Linked DNA regions of Mus musculus: region 1 is linked to region 2. The links are chromatin contacts, called in public promoter capture Hi-C maps. All regions are on one chromosome and are shown on one strand. Each heading gives the region's core, a stretch centred on a gene start, on an enhancer-like site or on the middle of the called end of the contact. The rest is flanking DNA. Distances are from core to core; before and after follow the strand shown. Region 1 holds the start of 1700055L01Rik (a long non-coding RNA gene). Region 2 holds the start of Prdm11 (PR domain containing 11).

Region 1 (7,866 bases), core at 415-2,914, 100 kb before region 2:
TGTCTCTTCTTCACAGTGGTAGGGTTAGACGTGTTCAGAAGGCCATGCCCGACTTTTAACATGAGTGCTGGGCATCAGAACTCAGACCTTCATGCTGTTCAGCAAGTGCTTTCTCCACCGAGCCACTTCCACAGCCCCTGAGCTCAGGTCTTAACAACACCATGAGGGAGGGAGGGGATGGGCCAAGTGATACAGATCGGCTGTGCAGCTCCACCCATGCCAGGCTTGGGACAGACAACACAGAGCAATGGCAACTTTTCCTGGTGGGGGACTGATTGCGAGGCTGAACGGAGTGATGGGAAATGTCCTACTTCTTGATTGGAGTGGTCCTCACACCAGCATGTCCATCGGTGTAAAGTCCCAAGCCTGAGCTTTAAGATTTGTGTATTTTATTACCTAGAATGTGATCTTGAGGGCGATGGGACAGTTATTGCATATAACTGGGCAATATGTTAACTCTTTCCTCCTTAGTTTCCTCATCTGTAAAATGAGGAGAGCAACAGCCCTTACATCGTGAATGATTGAGAGAATTAAAGGTGCTAAGAACACCCAAGTCACCCTACCTGTTTCATACACCGTAGCTTCTGCTAGGGTTCCTGCTGTATTTAGAACAGTTCTTTTGGATTCCAAGAGCTGACAGGTGTCCCCATGGACACTCTGAGCTGGCTAAACATGGCTTCTTCCTCCAGCACAGCTGAAACGCAGAGAACAAGCCTTCCAGAAATATTCTAGGGAAATAAGCGCACTGGCTCCTTAGGATAGAGGTGCATCTATAGACCAAGCTCTGTCCCAAACACAGTCCCTAGGCCCTTGCTGTCTTCTGGCTGGTGCTGGGCTCCATCATCACATGGAGGCCACCATTGTAATGCTTAATCAGTGTGCACATCCCAGGACCTTCTAGGCATGTCCTCTTTGGGGGCAGGAGAAGAAACTTCTGAGCTCTCTGCTTTCCACTTCAGCCTTTCCTCCCAGTTGCTGTCTGAGCCATGTTGTCTAGGTGGCTGTCCAGAATGATCTCATCCCTCAGGGGAGGCCCTGCCTCCTTCCTCCTGCAAGGGTTAGCCTGGCAGGCAGGGCTATGGAATAGAGCTATGGGCAGGGACTGCAGGTTGCTGGTTCTTCCCTATAGTGAGTCTGGGATTAGATTGGTCTGATCCCGTCAAATGAGAGGAATCAGAAGTTATCCATGAGGCTAAGGGAGGAAGAGAAGCTCAGTGAGGCCCAGAGCTCACTCCCAGAAAAGCAAGGAAGAAATGTTCTAAGGCTTGTGAGGGCTGCTGCCAGTCTCAGGAACACTGAAGACTTAGTTAGCCCTTGGGGTTAAAATTCACCCATCTCATTAGGCTGCCAGAATCAATGAAGCAGGAGGGAGGCAGTGATGTGTTTGTAAAATGATAAAGAGAGAAGGAATAGGTTTTATGGATTTGTGGTGAGGAGTGGGGGAAGGGAGTGCATTGGCGGGCCCATGCCACCATATCCCTTTCCCCTGAGGGACCAGCCATGCGATGGTATAGTATAGAATAGAGTTTATTCAGGGCTTGGCGAGGGGAGTCAAGAGGGTAGTAGAGGCAGACAAAGGCAGACTATAGAAGTAGGGGACTAGAGGAGTAGAGGCCTGCCATGAGCATGTGGAGAGAGAGGGGGGAAGGGATGAGAGGACAGAGCAGGGGCAGGAAGGCAAGAGCAAGAGCAAGGGAGAGCAAGAGAGGAGCAAGAGAGAGAGGAGGGGGCAAGCAGCCCCTTTAATAGTGAGTCAGGCATAACTGGCTGTTGCCAGGACACTGTGGGACAGAGCTTAGACAGAATGCTAACAGGCAGGCTCTGTTTATGACACTGGATCACAGCAGTGGAGCTTCTTCAAAGTTTCCACAGAAACCTCTTGGAGTTTCCTAGCAGAATCTTCCAGTTCTCTAAAGCTTTCAGAGCCACAAAACAGCTTAGAGAGTCTGCAGGCATGGGATTAACACCTTACATGAAAAAAATCCTTTCTCCATTTATCTAACTGCCTGTCCATGGATCTATCTACCCATTAAACTATTTATTATCTATTTATTTACCAGTCCAACCACCTACCCATCCATTTATCTACCTACACACCCACCCCATCCATCCATCCATCCATCCATCCATCCATCCATCCATCCATCCATCCATCCACTCATCCACTGACCTACTTCATTAATTCATCTACCCACTCACACACTATCTGTCCATCCATCCATCCCTCTACCTTCCTTCACACCTATCTATCCACTCACCCATCTGACAGCTTATTATTCCATATAATGTAATTATGCCATGGGTACTCAGGTAAACACAGAATTCCACCTCCAGGTACTTCTGTTATATCTCACTCCCCAAAGTGTCAGTATCCAGGCTGTTACAGGACAGAATGACACCAAGAAGGATGGGATGCTGAGTACATAGGACAGGGACATCTGGCCACTGTGCCTGGAGGCTCAAGGCAGGCTTCCTGGAAGAGGCAATGTGAGCTTGTCATTTGAACAATAAAGTAAAGCTAGCCAGATGTGTTGGGGGTGGTGAATGCTCCACCAAATCCAGGAATCCAGACTCCCTGTCTATCTATGGCTGGGAGTTGTCACAGGAAAAGGTCTCTACCATAACCCACCCTCCCCTTACCGTTGTGGGTCAATGGCGGAATCTTGTGGGGAGGTTGAATGTCCGATCTAGATGGGCTTTTAAGAAGCATGTGTGTCTTCTCCTCCTCCCCATCTGGAGTCAGATGAAGCCAGGAATGGCAGCGATAGGTTGGAAGAGTGTCCCTCTCTTCACCCCAGCATGTAAGGAGACCGGCCACCTGCAGGGTGTAACCACCTGCTTCTCGACTGCTGTGAGAACAATCAATAAACCTGCTATCTTCAACCAAGAGTGTTTGGAGTTTATTTGTTCCAACACTTGGTATTTCCTTAAAAACACACCATGAAGAGGAGGGAGGTTTCTCAGAGGGAAGCGCAGTGAGCATGCATGGAAGGGAAGAGAGGCAGGGAGGGAGCTGCTGGGGCATGCTGTGGGATAGACTGAGGACAGCTAAGGGGCTCTCTCCTAAGTGAATGGGTCCAGCCAGGATAGATGTGCAGGGATGAGTCTGTGGAGAATATAGATGCTTTGATTACAAGGTCAGTGAACAGCAGCGCTGGACTTGCCCTGGGTCTTGCTACCTTTCTGTTGAAAGTACAAGTCACAAGATGCCATACTGTGCATGAACCGGAGCTGGGAGTCTGGAGACAAGGGCCCATTGGGTGTTTTCCTGGCTTGCCAAGAATGTTGGTTTTTTTTTTTTTCAATAGCTCCCAAACAGGAGCCACAGGCAATCCTCACACGGATGGAGGCTCTGCTTCCCCCAGGAGGACCACATGGATATGTTGCTTGGTCTGGTTCCACCTTCTTGGGGGAGCCTAAAGAAGGTCACCACCAAGAGCTGAGGCTGGCCACTTCTGTCAGCTACCTGGACTCTAGTAAGCGTCACCGGTGCTTGAGTCACCTGCTCCTCTCTGCAGCCACCTGGGCTGAGAAAACAATCCATCAAAGCTGCAGATAGGGCCCAGCTCACTACCTGCCACTCTCAGGGAGCAAAGGCCACTCTACCCTGGGCCCCTCGCCTGCACTACAGACAGCCAAATGATGTAGGAGTATGTGGGGCCTGGCTAAGACCCCACTTCCCTACCTCCTCTCCTCAAAATGGCTGCTCCTAAATGTGAAGACAGAATGTTCCAGAGCAACCTCTGTCCACAGCCTTCCTTGGCTTTGTAGCTACGGCTGGTTCTGCTGTAGAGAATGAGGGTTTGGGTGTGGCCAGAGCATCAAATGCCCCGGCCTGTGTTCTCCCTTGGTGCTGTCCAGAGCATTTCCTCTCCTGCCATGACCCTTGTCATCCACACCAGGCAGCATCTGAAGAGAGGTTGTTGCCACTCAGCAAGTGATGTCCAAACTTCAGCCTTTCTGCACAGAGACTGTGAGGTCAGAAGGCCAGGAAGCTCCATTGAAAACACAAGTGCCTATGTTAGAGAAAACTGTCGGTTTGTAAAAGCCTGCCTACCCATCTGTGCATCTGTTCATTCATCCATACTCCCACCCATCCAGTCACCCATTCATTTATCTACCCATCAGTTCATTCGTCCACCATTCACCTACCTTCCTTTACCCCTCCATCAACCCACCGAACAGCCAATTCATCTACCCATCCATTCCTATCTACCCAACCAATTCCTCTGCCCACCCATGTATTCATCTACCAACCCATCCACCCATCTGTTTACTCACCTACACATCTATTTATTGTCTATCTCTCCATCCATGTATCTCCACTCAACACCCCTCTGCTCAACCATCTATGTACCATCATTTGCACACCATCTATCCATCAATCTATCAGTTCACCCACCCACTGTCTATCCACCCACCCATTCATTCACTTATTCATCTGTCCCATCATTTCCTCTATCTATGTACTCACCCACTTATGCATCCCTTCACATCTCTTCACTTACACATCTATCTGTGCATTCACCCATCCACCCACTCACCCATCCACCCACTCACATACACATCCATCCATCCATCCATCCATCCATCCATCCATCCATCCATCTATACGTACATATATACACACACATACAACTGGTACCCTAGGCTCCCCTGTTCTACTCTTATGTTTTAACCTATGTAACTACACTGACTACTCTCAGCTTTTTTTTAGCACCACAATAGGGAAGGCATCTGAGTTCTGCACAGATCAAGATTCAAGCTCCTTGTCCGCCAGTTCCCAGCAATGAGTTTAGTGTCAGTTTTCTTAACTAGAAAATAAAACCAATGCTTTCTAGCTCCAAATTACTGCAGGGATTTAATGAAGCAGAGAACACTAGCGGTGAGGAGCATCTGGACTACAATGGAGCCTCTGTGGCTAGAATGAGATCTCTGTGCTTGGTGTGTATAGAAAGTCCCTGTAGCTGCCTCAGCCAGAAGAGCTCAAGGCCACTAGCCAAGGACAACTCTGCTCCTTTCACAGGAAACCTGACCCTGGCTCTCCCTGGACTGTGACCTAATTCTGGCCTGGCCAGATCTAGCGTCTTCCTTTTCCCCTTATTGTCTCAGAGATCTCAAGTGTGTTTGGCCTGGACCGTTTGTGTAGAAACAACACGTGCAGCCAGCAGACCAAAATGTCACCTCGCTGGCCCTCCACATTGTTTCACGCCTTTCTCAAGCACATGTAGCTCTGCAGTACGGCCCCCAGAACTCACCCAGGCACACATCCTGCAAGCCTCCCTTCAGTCACATCGTGGAAGCCACCAGTGTCCTCTTCGCCACTGTCTTCCTTTCCTTCACATGGTGGGAATAGCTCAGTTCTCAGGTTGGCACTCGTTACTGTTCATTGCCTGCCTCTCCCCGCCAGAGCAGGAGCTTCGGGATTCTGTTCATTACTAAGCCTCCAGCCTCATTACTTTGAAAGTCATCTCTCCTTTCAGAGTGTATGTAGACTCCTGGAGGGGAGTCTCAGGCAAGGGAGAGGAGGAGAAGGACAAGGTGAGGCCAAGCTTGCCTGGCTACATGAGGGGCTGGCCTGGGTTATATCTGCCCTTCAGCAGAGCAAACTGGAAGCTGGAGAGGCCAGAGCCAAGTTCAGGCCCTGGTTCTACCACTTTCTCCAGACTCAGAGTTGCAGTTCCTTTAGGGCACAGGGCTGATTCTTTTAATTGTGGGGCTGTTTATAACAGAAGCTAAGTTCTGAGCACTTGACAGAGTAGAGGAGCACACCAGGCCCAAATCTTGCCCTTGGGTGCACCAGGCTGTGACATTGAGCATTTTATAGCCACTCTTGGTGCCTCTGCTTCCTCCTGTGTGTGACTGTGATGGTTCTATGACGTCAGACATGTTATATATGAGGTCCATGAAGGCTCTGCTAATGCTCAAGTTTTGTGTTATTTCACAGCAGTGAGGGACTCTAACCCAAGGCCTTTGTGGATACTATAGAGGCCCTCCGTGACTGAGCTGCAGGGCAGTGTGGGTGTTTGACACAGTGTCTCCCTGTGTAGCTGAAGTTTGTTTGAAATCCACTGGCCTCAGTCACTCCAGGTCTCAGATTATAGTTTGAGGTACAAATGCAAGAATTTTATATAGGTATATAGTTTACATTGCATATGTATATATTATATTTATACATGTGTACGTTATGTTTGCATATATGTATATATTCACACTATATATTGTATGCATATGCATATATCCTATGTAAATATGTTTGTATTGAATGTGTATACTATGCATGTGTGTGTATATCTAACAGATGGTTCTAGCAAGACTCCCAGCACCCTGCAGGGCAGCAGCTGTCTCCCCTCCTGACACCATGGTCTGCCACCAGCTGCTGTTCCTTGCAGCAGCCCAGCACTGCAGGCATCTACAAAGCCCAGTGTCACTAGCCCAGGAAGAGATCTGAATTCAGAAACAGAAGTGTGGTTTGCACAGCGTATGTGACTTACATGCTGTCATAATGTTGGAAACCTGCAAGTTGAGCCCTTCCCAGTAGGAGACCATCTATAATCGCCATCTGTGTATCCCATACTAGTGAAAACAGGCAGTCCTCAGCACTCTGGAGAATCCTAGGGCATACCCTGCCCCCTCAGGCCAACTGCTGCCACCTTTTCTCCAAGAAGCAATAACTCCTCTGCTGCCTATCTGTGCTGGTGAGCTTTCCATTACTGTGACATAATGTCCAGGGGAAATCAACCTAAGGGACTAAGGGCTTGTTTAAACTTAACACTTACAGACATTGTAGGTCATGACCACCTACTCTGCTGCTCCTGGGCCCATGTGGTACATCATTTGGGTAGTGTGTAACAGAGTAGAGTGGCCTACCTCATGGTGGGGACACACCTAGTGGCATTTGTCCTCCATCCAAACCCACCTTTTGGTAGAGCGTTTGGCTATAAACTCACTCACCTGTGAGGTCAGCACCTGCATGGCCACATCAGCCCCTTAGTCCCAGTGGGGAGCCAGGCCTGCAGCAACTGGTCAGTACTATAGATAAATGGAACCTGTGTATGGAATTCATAACAATGGAATCACACTGTGCCCACTATGTGTCTGAATTCCTTTGTTTGGCTGGTGTTTGTAGATTTTGCTCTGTGTATGTCCACAGTAGTATCTCATTGTTTTGATACATCACCTTTGCTTGTCTTTCTTTTTCCTCCTCATTCTCCTCCTCATCTGTCTCCTCCTCCTCCTTCCTATTTTTTTTGGAGGGGTGTTATTTGCTTATTTGTTTTTGAGGCAGGGTTTCTCTGTGTGGCCCTGGCTGCCTTGGAATTCATTCTGTAAACCAGGCTGGTCTTGAACTCTCATAGATCTGCCTGCCTCTGCCTCACCTCTGCTAAGGTTAAAGGTGTGAGTCACCACCCCACTGCCTCATTGGCTGATGTGTGGTCGTTCCCTTTTTGGGTTCATTGTAAAGGAAGCAGAACATTAGCATCTGTTTCTCCTTGTGCTGATGTTTGGTTTCTCTTGGCCTCATAGGAAAAGGAACTTTGCTCACATATGAGATAAACACATGTTTAACTTTGTAGGAGATGACTACAATCCTTTGAACTTGAGGGAAAATTGCTCTTTTTCAACACACAATCTCGAGTCAAGACTCTGATGACTGCTCCACACACTTAAAAAAGATTATTCTGCTGCAATTACATGCAGCTCTGTTGGTTGTGTTTTTGAAACCCATGATTCTTCTTCTTCTTCTTCTTCTTCTTCTTCTTCTTCTTCTTCTTCTTCTTCTTCTTCTTCTTCTCCTTCTCCTTCTCCTTCTCCTTCTCCTTCTCCTTCTCCTTCTCCTTCTCCTTCTTCTTCTTCTTCTTCTTC
Region 2 (6,954 bases), core at 2,773-5,272:
AAGAACATTTGAAGTTGGACTGGGTGTATTTTAAAGTATAACAATGTCATGAGACTTTGAGGAAGGGTGTAGAAGTTTATGGCGTGAATCCATGTTTGGGCATCAGGTTGACAAGAAAAGGAACTAAATATGCCTGTGGGGTATTATCTTGCTTATATGAATTGATGTAGGAAACCCATCTTGATCACTGCTGAGGCCGTTCCTGGACTGTGTAAGACAGGGAAAGCAGGCTGAGTACTAGCATGTATCTATCCCTCCCCCTCTCTGGATTCGGTGAGACCCAACTCCTTCAAGCTCCCTCCGTTCTCCCTTCTAGCCACTGTGGATTGTGGCTAAAATCTCAAGCTTCAATAAGCCCTTTCTCCCTCATGTCACTTCTTTACAGACTATTTCCTCATGGCAACAGAAAAGAAGCTATGATCCCATGGCAGTGAGGCGAGCTCTTGCCAACACAAATCAGAGCCTTTGTCTCTCAGCTCTGGGGCTCATCGGCTCCTGCTCTTCACACAGATCTCACTGGGGAGGCTGGGCTTGGACCCCACTGCCACCTTCCTCATCTTTGCCACTTCCTCCCATACTGTGTCCTCCTTCCTGCCACAGTGTCTTCACAGGGGCTGTGTGCCCTGCAGAGACTCTGCCGTTCTTCTCTTGGCAAGACTGATGTGTGCACCTAGCACATCCCCCATGCCCCAAAGTGTCACCTCCTCAGAGAGCTTGTCCCCGGTCTAAAAATAGTCATCAGTGCTTGGGCCCCCCACCCCCACCTCCCACCTGAACCCTGTTGCCTCTCCTTGCTTGTCACACAGTAGAAATCCATTGACCATGGTTCCTCCAGAGGGAAGGGGCTGTCTTTTGCATTGCTCAATGGAATGGATCCTTAGGGGACACTTGGGGTGTTGAGTTGGGGATGTGGTTTGTGCTCCTGGGGACCTAGCAGGAGTCAGGCGAGTTGCCTGTCAGTAGCTTACAGAAGAGCAAGAGGACCTGACCCTGGCCCTTTGATCTTAGCCTTTGCCGGCAGCTGTGTGAGCAATCCCTTGGTCTTAAGCCAGTCCCTCTTTCCTTCCAAGAGAGAGATCCCTCAGCTGTTGGGCAAGTGGGCAAGAGTGGAACCATGCCTGGCCAGGAAGATGGCCCATGGGATCCGGGTCACTTCAGCAATTCTTCCAAAAGCAGAGTCATTGGAAAGATTTATGTCTTGCCATTAACAAAGGGAGACATTTTTTTTTTTTTTTTTTTTTTTTTTTTAATGAAAGGCAGAGAAGCAAGGCTTGGCCAGTAGGATTAGACATGGGGAAACAGAAATGAGAAGGAAACAACTGCCAATGCTGTTGGGAATGAATTTGGAATTTGGCTCTGAGCTTCCTGGCAGCCCAAGTAAAAAGGGAAGCCTGATCGGTTACAGAGTTCCTCTCATTAGCAAGGAAGACGCCTGCTGGTTCCTCGGGGGAGATGTAATTTGTTCCAGTTTTAGATTTTCCAGGCAATAAATCCTGAGTCAAATTTCTCCCTTGAGGATGTGAGAGATATCATCAATTGATGGGATAAATAATATGCTTGTCTTATAGTAAGTATCAAAAAGACTCTCCAGGGACCTGGGGGCACCCACCATGCAGCTCACTGGGTGACAGTTTTGTTTGGGTATTCTTATTTTTAAATTTTACTAGTATTTATTTATTTATTTATTTATTTATTTATTTATTTATTTATTTATAAGACAAGGTCTCTCTCTGTAGCACTGGCTTTCCTGGATGGATATCTAACTATTCATGGATCTCACATGGAGTTTTCCTCCTGAAGAGCTAAGACTATTCATAAGTCACATCTCGATGACTTCATGGGGACAATTTTGCAAGGAGAGGCAAGAGAGGAACCTGGCTTCCTCTCACAACACACTGGTAAACTCTGTGTGTGCAGTATTTGTGGAAGAAAGCAGCAGAAATCCATAGTTGCTTTGTGGGAAAGGGCAGCTAACTGGAAGTGGCAGAGAAGACATTGTCTGATGGAGGGAGGCAGGCTGGCTTGGGTCTCCCCGTGCCCCCAACTAGCTGTGTGATTTGTGGCATGTTGAACATCTCTGAGCATGTTGCCTCTTGGTAAAAAAGCCATACTTGCTTTGGAAGACTGGAAGGGAAACGGGTTAGTGGCAAAGCATGGGATGTGTGTGCGTGGATGCCATGCACCTACTGACTTTAGCTCCCATCCTGAGGTCCTCAGGGAATTCCAGGGAGCACCCTCTCACCCACATTTCTGGGATTCCGGCCCAACTTAGTGAGAGGCAAGCTTGAGACACACACTGACCTTGCCTTGGCCACATGTCTCTAGGGGGGTCCCACGAGCCCTGCCAAATGGTTCAGACCGGAGGAAACTAGTCTCCAAGGTCTGCTCATCCTCCGGGCCATTGGCCATACCCTTCTTTTCCTGTGCCTCTTTGTGGTCTGTCTCAGTTTCTTCGTCCCACCCACTCTCTGCAGCAGGCACTAGTCACTGCAGGCCCTGTGCCAACCCCTGGGCACTTGGGTCTTCACTGTTTGCCTTCCTGGCATGTGGTCCTGTGGATTCCTGGCCCACCCCTGATGTTGTTTCATGTATGGTCTCTTCCCCTCATAAGGGACAAGTGGCTAATTCCTCAGCCTCTCTTCCTGAGCCTGCCCTCTCCCAGGTGTTAGTTAGAACTTGAGGTAGTCCTACAGACTTCTGACTGGGCTGGAGCCACAATGGGATACACAGATCCAGGTCTTCATCCATATCCCACACACGACCCGGTGCTTCAGAAAGCTACACTGTGGACACACAGCAAGCACCTAGCCATTTCCATAGCATTACAGCTGCTTCTGGGCTCTTTACATACACCCTCAGGGCTCACCCTAGAGCTGGCAGCTGGACCTTTACAGCTTTGCAAGAAGAGGAAACAGGGTCATAGCTACAGACACTCAAGGTCATACTGCAAGTGACAGACAAGGGAGCCGAAGAAGCGTTTATGTTACCAAGGTCAAGAGAAATAAGAGAAGTTGCCTCCTGTCCCAGCCCCCATCAGGTCTCCTAAGCAAAGCATCCTCAGGAGTACTTGACCTTGGAAAGCCCTCTGGGATCGCCCTGGTGGAAGCTCCTTTCCCTGGGTAATCGGCTCCCCTGAGGTGACACCTTCTTGGGACTATCTGGACCTTCCTGGACTACCTGGCACTGGGCAGGCCTTCCAAGATCTCTTACTCAGGTAGAATCCTTTTTGGCAACTTCCAGCCTAAGGTGAGGCCCTCCTTCGGCCAGGGAACCCACCCTGCAGCAGCCTCCCCTTGGGGTCATTACAAAGAAGGGCTTGGGGTAGGGTTGTTCTGGTTCCCTCTGACCACTCACACTTCCTTTAAACACCCCAGCCTTACTACATCCCTTCACTATCTTTCTTGCTGGGTGCCATTTTGCAGATGGATACAATGAGGCACTAGGCAAGTTAAGTTAGGACACAGTCCCGTTCCAGCTTTGTATTCAGATTTGGTACTGTACTTTGATCTGAACAGCAAGTGACACTCACCCTTTAGTCCCCACGTAAATAGTTAATTTTTCTCACAGGCCCCAGGGCCCTTTTCCCTTGGTGTTCTATGGGACGCATGTTACCCAACTTCAGTTGATACTTCCAAACGGCTGAGCAACCAAAGGGTTAAAGGGGCCCGGAAGAGGACCCTGTAAGGGTTAAAATTATAAACGCATTTATCGCCCTCTGACTATTTATTGGGTTGTAGACCGACAACGTCGAAGCCGGGCAGAGCCAGGAGGCACCCTCGGATGGGCTTGCGCAAACGCCACAACTTTCTAGCACGACCCCCAGAAAGTATCCCAGGCACAAAGTTGGCGCAGCCCGCTCCTCCTCCGCAGCGTCGCCCTCCCCGTGGGGCGCGCGGCGGGGACGCGCGAGCTCCCGCGCGGGGCCGGCTCGGGGGACGCGGGGCTCAGCGAGGCTCGGCTCCGGCCCCCTGAATTGGGGGGTCCGCGTCTGCCCCAAACGCCGCTTTCTTCCGTTTTCCATGTCATTTCCTGTACTAATAAGATGGTGGTCAAAGCAGGGGAGGAGAGCAGCAGCGAGTCGCCGCCGCGCTGCCGCTGGCGCTGAAACTTTGCCCGGCCGGGGACCCCGCGCGCGGCCGCCCCGTCCCGCCGCGTCCCGCCGCCCCGGCCCCGGCCCGGCTCGCCGCCCCGCGTGGGAGCCCGCGAAGGTGAGTGGGCCCGGTGGCCACCGTGGCCATGAACGTGAACATGGCTTCGGAAGACGCTGGGCGGCTCGCCAACCGGCGCGGGGGCCGCGGCGAAGAGCGCGCGGGGACACTGGGGAGCGGGGGCGCAGGCAGGCGACGGGGCACGGACCGGAGCACCGGAAGCGGGGCGGGTCTCAAGGTGGCCCGGGCCCGCAGGTCGTCGCCACCGCCCGACGCGGGCCTCGGGCGGCCCAGCCTCCGCCTCCTTCCTCCGCGCACTCGCCCGCCTTGTTCCACTGTAGCCTTTTCCTCGGCTCCGCCGCGCGCTGACGGACGCGGCCGCCGGCCAATGGGAGCGGCTGTTCGGGCCCGGCGTTCGCAAAGAGAGCGCGTAGACAGGGGGCAGGGCGGGGCGAGGGCGGGATGCAGCCGCTGGCCTAGTTGCAGGGACCCGGTCGCCGGTGCTTCGGGGCCGGGCTGGGGGGCTTAGGGACCGCATGCCTCTCTGTGACCTGCCGCGGGCCTGGGGCGGCAGAGGGAGGGCGTGCCTTTTATCTATTTTAAGTCTTGGTTGCAGCACGGACTCTTCGGGAATTCGCCCCTGAGTGTCGTCTCCACCCCCCACCTCCTCATTCCCGGTCCCCAAGGTACTATGTGATGCAGAAACTGCAGAAACTTGGTGGCCAATGACCTTCCTCTGTCAAGGCCAGCGTGCCCTAGGCAAGTCGCTGCAGGGACTACTGAGCAGCCTTGGGCTAATAAGGCAAAAAGTTGCTAGTGTCTTGAGCCCATCTGAGTTGGAGCTCAGACCCTTAGAATCAGTTGATGACCTAGAGAAGGAAAGTCTGTCTTTTGTTTTTTTTGACCATGGCTTCGTGTGGAGGACAGCCGTGGTCTGTGATTAAGAGTGATCAGAAAGAAGCACGCCCAGTCCTTTGTGCGTGGGGACTGCGAGCAGTGAAGGGAGCCTTCTTTTCATCTTGAGAACCCTATAAACTTTGGGAGTTTTGTCTATCTGAAGCAGAATAGTTTTCCATGAAGTGTGATTCCCGTGGCACCCCTGTCCCCCGAAGAGGAAGGCAGGGACTTTCCTAGGTCTTGGTTGATGGTGTAGGGTGTATGGGTCAGAAGTCCCATATCCCCCTCATCCCTGGGGAGCGGAGTATGGTCTCTGCTGGGAACCTTCTGGGCATATGGCCCAGACCCCCTGGTTTATTTAGTTTCTTGGAAAGGACATCTTCAGGATCCTTCCCACGGGGCTTTGGATTTTGCAGGGCTGTAGTTGATCTCTTCAAGGGGATTCTCCTTCCCTGCAGTGGGTCCAGTACAGCCTGTGTGGGAGTCAGCTGGGAGAGCATTGAGATAGGATCAATTAAGTACCTGGCCCAGGGTCAGACTCCTGGTTTCAGAATCTAGAGCTGTGATCCTGGGCGATGCTCTGTGAACCATTTTGGGAATCACGATTGCCAGACCCCAGCCTGCTCCACCCAGCCCCTAACTAACAGTGCCCCTAAGGAGCAGATGCTCTCAGGGTGTGGTACCTTCTGAGTATCCGTCTCAAAAATGAGGAACACTTGTCCCAGGGGCCCTTGCTCTGTCATCACGGCCATCACCCCCAGCCTGGAGCTTTCTGGTCCAAATGTTTCTTAGGTTGGTTCTCCGAGGTGTCTGATGAGAGTCCTTCATCTGGCTTACTCTTCACTTAGATTCAATGTGGGATTATCAGAAAGCCTGAAAGAGGCAAAGACTATTGGAAGAGGAGTTGGGGGGTTGGAGTTATGCTGCCTTTGTGGTCTCTCACTTGGCTTTCCTCCATAAGCTTCCTCCAGGGTTGATCTCAGTGTGTCCCTGCCTGCCTCATCCAGTCAGTCCACCCATCTGCAAGCCCAGGGAGCTCTCTTTAGTGAATCCAACCCATCCTGGCTTCCTAATTTCTCCCCACTAGCACACTGGGGAACAGTACTTCCTGTTCCCAGGACAACTGCTAGGGTCTGAGATAAGGCACCTGCTCTTGCCCTGTTCCCCGTGGTACAATTGGGGTCACCTCAGTCTCCCTAGTTCCTGCTCCCGCTCCCCCTCCAGTCTGCCTGGTGCACTTCTGATAAAGGATCAAATTGTTGCTAACTGTAAAGCCTATAACATGACTCTCCCTTATCTTCAGCCTCATCTCCTGCCCTTCTCACCTCTCTGTTGCCCAGCCCAGCCCAGCCTGCCCTGGCCAGCCTCTCTTGGATCCTGACCTAGGATTTATGAATGAATGAAAGACAGTGAGGGGCAGAGTGGTGTGGAAATGTCTGCTGGCCTTTACTTTTTGTTTTTGTTTTTAGATTTATTATGTGAGCACACAATCACTCAACACCGGAAGAGGGCATGGGATCCCATTACAGATGGTTGTGAGCCACCATGTGGTTGCTAGAAATTGAACTCAGGACCTCTGGAAGAGCAGTCAGTACTCTTAACCTCTGAGCCATCTCTCCAGCCCCTGTATCTGGTGGTCTTTATTGCCCTCCTAAAAATATTTCCAGCAGCTCCAGGTATACCACAGGGTTGCCTTCAGTCCTCTTATTCTAGGTCAAGGCCATGTGACTAGCTGGTGAGTCTGGGACATGAGTTGATTGTGGCTCAAAGCAGTTAGCTGTCAATGCAAGACTCTCCTAAGATCTCCTTCTTGGTGGTGTGGCATCTGATAGCAGAATTGGAACTGCTTCTGTGTCATTCCATGAGCAGTGTACCTTGGTGCTCCACCATAAATGTGCAGTACAACTGA

Evidence for each region. Promoter capture Hi-C pulls out the DNA fragments that hold promoters and counts their contacts.
Region 1: a promoter capture Hi-C map of pre-B cells shows a contact between it and region 2, with 3 times the contacts expected there. The contact joins the promoter of 1700055L01Rik here to the promoter of Prdm11 in region 2. A contact is called at or near these places in 6 of 39 promoter capture datasets (cranial neural crest, embryonic stem cells, fetal liver and 3 more), 1 of 115 datasets of contacts at active chromatin or transcription factors (memory CD8 T cells) and 1 of 9 other capture datasets (adipose tissue).

The regions. Positions count from the first base shown.
Region 1 is chr2:93,140,026-93,147,891 of GRCm38.p6, reverse strand. 1700055L01Rik (a long non-coding RNA gene) reads right to left here and starts at 1,664. Exons shown (of 2, transcript XR_866559.1): 1 at 1-1,664. Gm32627 (a long non-coding RNA gene) reads right to left here and starts at 3,698. Exons shown (of 3, transcript XR_374796.2): 1 at 2,641-3,698.
Region 2 is chr2:93,043,233-93,050,186 of GRCm38.p6, reverse strand. Prdm11 (PR domain containing 11) reads left to right here and starts at 4,022. Exons shown (of 8, transcript NM_001368848.1): 1 at 4,022-4,208.